2 separate regions of the Danio rerio genome follow, and region 1 is linked to region 2. Evidence: chromatin contacts called from public Hi-C data. All regions are on one chromosome and are shown on one strand. Each heading gives the region's core, a stretch centred on a gene start, on an enhancer-like site or on the middle of the called end of the contact. The rest is flanking DNA. Distances are from core to core; before and after follow the strand shown. Region 1 holds the start of gtf2e1 (general transcription factor IIE, polypeptide 1, alpha). Region 2 holds the start of poglut2 (protein O-glucosyltransferase 2).

What was found. Hi-C and Micro-C count contacts between places; a contact is called where the count stands out from the background.
Region 1: a Hi-C map of hematopoietic stem cells shows a contact between it and region 2, with 2.3 times the contacts expected there. The contact joins the promoter of gtf2e1 here to the promoter of poglut2 in region 2.

The regions. Positions count from the first base shown.
Region 1 is chr9:29,391,631-29,394,330 of GRCz12tu, reverse strand. It overlaps gtf2e1 (general transcription factor IIE, polypeptide 1, alpha), which reads left to right and starts at 1,294. Exons shown (of 5, transcript NM_001045145.1): 1 at 1,294-1,426. lcmt2 (leucine carboxyl methyltransferase 2) reads right to left here and starts at 822. Exons shown (of 14, transcript NM_001128557.1): 1 at 781-822. The coding sequence starts at 822.
Region 2 is chr9:29,081,675-29,084,374 of GRCz12tu, reverse strand. It overlaps poglut2 (protein O-glucosyltransferase 2), which reads left to right and starts at 1,349. Exons shown (of 10, transcript NM_200931.1): 1 at 1,349-1,613. The coding sequence starts at 1,435.

The DNA.
Region 1 (2,700 bases), core at 45-2,544, 310 kb before region 2:
CGGACAATTTAGCTTACCCAATTCACCTGTACTAGAGGTTTATGGACTTGTGGGGTAAACCGGAGTGACCGGAGGAAACCCATGCCAACACGAGGAGAACATGCAAACTCCACACAGAAATGCTAACTGACCCAGCCGAGGCTCAAACCAGCAACCTTCTTGTTGTGAGGCGATTGTGCTACCCACTGCGCCACCGTGCTGCCCTTTGCTTTAATACTTTATATTTTAATACAATCTCTACACTATAAATTATTTGTTTTCTTAAAATAAATTCACAATTTAAAACAATAAATCAACTATTTAATTTTTAAAACTAAATTTTTTGTTACCTGAATAAACTGCTCTGATTAGGGGCGGGGGACAATTTTGCATGCAATAATGACGTTAAAATTTGTTAGACCTTCACCAACATATGATAGTAAACTATGTTACATAATTTGTAGGTATAATTTATGCTTCCATACATTTATCGGGGGCTCCCAGATTCTCTGGGGGATTAAGTGACTGTTTACCTTATTTATTGGTTAAATCCCGCCCCTGCCTTTGGCCCCTAGACACCTCACACTCCAGTTCACATATTGTCATCATATATTATATAATTTAGTATTTTTATTATGCAGTACCACTACTAAACTACGCCAGAGAACCATAATACGGGATACTTTTGACAGTTTTTAAGTGGCGAAAATACATTTCAATGACATGATTCCTAAAGTTAATGGCACTGAGCCTATCCTGTTACAACCAACATAAACTGAATTTAAACACTGGCAGACTCACGGCAGCATCTTTTCCTTGTTCTCTTTTTCTGTTTACTGGCATCACTCTCTGGACACACGTGTAGTCTTCACTGTGAACAACAAGGAAGCAGCACAGCGGAAGCGGCTTCCTTTCGTCTATGACAAAAGCTTTTACAATTAAACCTTACAAGTCTAAGCAAAATACGTTCATTCAAACATATAAACATGTGTACTTTACATGCCGAGTGTCGGTACTTGTACCGTAGGATTGTTCCAAAGACAATTAAAGGGATTTTTATTGTACACAGCATCACATTACTTTTAACAAGTAGTTGTTATTTACTTTTTTAGTTTGATATAAAAATAAGATTTTATAAATACTGACTAAATGTATTATTTTAAAATGGTTAATGCACAACATATTTTGGTAAAGCGTTTTGAATTGTATATAGACTTTTCAGCAACATCCTGGACGTCATTTCCGCTAAACGTTAGCGTGATGCTGAACTAGGAAACTTGCTCTGATCTAAACAGGAGGAAAATTAAAGGTTTGAACTGTATTTTATCTCATTCAGTTTTCATGTTGTTTATTTTGCTAAACGTGTGAATGTAACGTTAACAGCATTTCTCAAAATACCGAATCATCGCGTTAATCTTACATTAAACTCTCCAGATACATGAAACTGGTGAGTAGTCATCTGTACTCTCACATTGCTTTGTATTATTTTCGTTGAGCGTATTTATTTCATACTTTTTGCGTGTAACTGAAGTACAAATTTAAGACAACATAAACTTATCTTCGTTTCTAAAGTAATTAACCCTTAGACATCGTTCTTAAATGAGCTCCTTTTATTTACGTGTTTAAACTCCATGTTAACCTGAATGACTGCTGTTAACACGGTAAAAAAAATTCTGATTGATATGTTTTCCATAATGGTTTCTGCATGGTGCATCTTAGACCTTTAACTAATCTTTCTGACATTTCTAACCTTACAAAGATTTCAGTGACAAATTGAACATTGCTGTTTTGACTTCAGCTGATATTCCTTTAAATGGCACCTATTTTACCCCTTAATCAAGATTTAAGATAAGTCTTTTGTGTCTCCAGAATGGGTCTGTAAAGTTTCAGCTCAAAACACCTCTCAGATTATTTATTATACCTTTAGAAGTTTGGAATTTTCTGCTTTGAACACAATGTAGCTGTTTTTGTGGCCTGCGCCCTTAATGCCAATTCACCCTGCCCACCGTTCCCTCGTGCCTGTCGGAGTGTGCCTCAATCTCTGCCTCGGCTGCGACAGATAAACAGCACAGTGACAAAAAGATCTCCCGTAAAGTTTGTGAGAAATACTTCAGTAAGAAATCTCCCAATGATTATTTGATGTATTTGTTGTGGAGTTAATTCAAGCCTTTCTATGATGAGTCGCACACAATGTTGTTAGAAAGTTTACACAGACACACACACACACAGGGATGGGACGATAAACAGTTGTGAATAGTAAAAGTTTTAAAACCGTAATGTTTTCAGTTATACAGTTTCTAAGGTATGTGTATGTTTTTTTGTTTTTTTTTCACGATTACTTTAGTTAGTTTTTTTAGGGCAACAGAATCTCCAGCAAAAAAGGAACCTCTACACTAAAAGCTACTGGTCTAATATATATATATATATATATATATATATATATATATATATATATATATATATATATATATAAAATAAATCTATTGTGTTCAATAGGGGCAAAAGTTGTTGTGTCCCAGACATTTAAAAATAATTTATTTTGGAGGAATAATTACAATATCGTGAAACAGTGATATTTTTTCCAAGGTTATAAAATCAGAATCTTATTCCGGCCCATGCCTACACACACAGTGCGCGCATTTAACTTTGCACTGTTTTTGCACGTAAATGTGACAGGAGGATACACATTAATATCCCCTGCTTTATGGACATCCATTATGT
Region 2 (2,700 bases), core at 100-2,599:
ACATTTTATGACAGTTTTACTTCTAGTTATAACCAGTGACATTCCTTGTATTTTTATGTTTTTTTTTTTTTTTTTGCTAAGTTTGGACAAACTATTTAAAACCTGGAAGATTAAACAATTAATGTGTGTTCATGTCCAGGACGTAAATTAGCCAGAACACATCTAACGTTACAGTATCTAGCCATCCTTCAAGAATGTGTCATGGTAAATTCGCAGTCCCCACCGTCATTGTTGCTGGGTTCTCTTCAATGAAAGACAGCGGTCGCCACAGCTTCACTTTAGTAACAACACCTTTTGTCATGTTTGTAGCTGATAATATGCACATTGTGACTGACAGATCCGTTACGCTCAACCAAATACACACAGCGCCGACTCCAAGCAACATTTGCAAGCGTCTTTCCTCTTCCTATTACACAGCCAATCACCCTCCAGTAAATTGTGGCATCATAGTACACAAGGTTCGAACGTCCAATCATATTCACGTTCACAGAGATTTTTCACACGAGTGTTTCTGTGGGTTACCGTACGTTCACACCGAAAGCGGCGAGAGCGTCAAAGTAGCCGGAAGTCATTCATTTTCAATGAGAGCCGGAGGCGATAGGCGACGATAAGCGGCGAGGAGCAGCGCGGCGCGTCTTCGCCGGCGTGAGCGTCGAGGAGAGTTGAAATGAAGTCAACTTTATGGTAATGAGCTATGACGCGTTTCGGCGGCAAGCAATCAGAATGAAGACGTCCACTGCTTGATAGCAGTTCAGGGAACACAGACCTGTGAACTTTGGTTCCGACCACAGTTGTTCCCAAGGGTTTGATTATTGCGGTCGCCGGATTTCCAATTATTTACAATGTTTTCTTACAGGAACATACATTAAATAAGTCACTGGCGAGTTACTGATGTTCATTAATGTTATATAAATTTATCTTTAAAAAGCGGGAATCTCACGCGATGTGACAGTACAAAACAGTACTGCTGCTTCAGGATATTTCAGACATACGGACACATATTGAATAAATAGAGCAAAGCCACACCACACGCAACTTGATATTCCATTGTTATATGAATTTGATAAAAAAGTGCGCAACATTTTCACGCTAAAAACATGCCTTATGCAGGAATGTAACTGATATGCTGCAACGGCTCCTTTAAATATGAGATCAGTGTAGCGAGTTTTGACGCTCTCGCCGCCGGAGCTGAAGGCAGTCAGCGTTGTCGCCAGGGCGGCCAGAGCGACCTTGGACGCTCTCGCCGCTTTCGGTGTGAACGTACGGTTAGTTTGCACCGAGCTGCTGATATTCCACAGAATGTGAGTATGTGGTAAAACATGTATTATTAGTGTTTTAAGCTGTTTTATTCAGAGCTCTTTTGAGCGTTGCCATTGTGATGAGGAGGAGATGACAAATGAACGCGTCCACTACTGAAAGCCCTTCTCCATAAACATGTTGAGGAAACTTTTGCTGCTCTTGATGTCTTGCATCATTTTCCTGACGCGGAGATCAAAGGCAGCGGCAGCGCCCAGCGCGAGCAAAACTTTGGTGTGGGGTCCAGGACTGGAGACAAACGCTGTCCTTCCTGCTCGCTTCTTCTTCATACAGACTGTGGACACCACCGGAACAAAGTGAGTCCTGCTGGATGACCATAATGGGGCGTTGTGGCTTAGTGGTTAAACATCTGTCTGCAAAATAAAGACTGTGGTTTCAAACCCTACATTAAGACATCATTTTCACGTTCTTTTTATTAAAGGAAAGATTGTACTGAAAATATCTACAACTGACCACCATACTTCCCTATTCATTAATCACAGTACATTAAGACATGGTATTAAAAAGTAATTAAAGTGTTTATAATTCACGTACACTTTTATAATATAAATATTAACGTGGTTAAAACCAGAGTCAAGAATCTTCTTTTATCATATTATAATACAAATATGTAGTTAAAAAATATGATATACATCTGGTGGATGATACAGTTGAAGTCAGAATTATTAGCTGCCTTCGATTTTTTTTTTTATAATATTTCTCAAATTATGTTTAACAAATTTTCACAGCATGTCTGGTATTATTTTTTTCTGGAGAAAGTCTGATTTGTTTTATTTTGACTAGAATAAAAGCAGTTTTTAATAATAATTAAAAAAAAACATTTTAAAGTCAAAATTATTAGCCCCTTTTAAGCTATATTTTTTCAATAGTCTACAGAACAAACCATCATTATTCAATAACTTGCCTAATTACCCTAACCTGCCTAGTTAACTTAATTACCCTAGTTAAGCCTTTAAATGTCACTTTTAGTGGTATAGAAGTGTCTTGAAAAATATCTAGTGAAATATTATTTACTGTCATCATGGTAAAGGTAAAATAAACCAGTTATTAGAAATGAGTTATTAAAACTATTATGTTTAGAAATGTTGAAAATCTTTCCGTTTTTCACAGAAATTGGGGAAAAAATAAACAGGGGGGCTACTAATTCTGACTTCAACTGTATATGAACAAAGCATCCATGGAATTCTTCAGAATAGACAGAGGTTAGGCTATACTGGGGAATTTGTTGTCTGAGTGTTACTGAAGTAAACATTTTATGGTTAGTGTGATTTCTCTAAGTAGGACATCTATATTGATCCTGAAACAATATTCCAATCAGCCAATCAGATTTGAGGGATAACTTTACAGTTTCTGTTAAGGTTAGAGTAATGTGCTTTTCCATCA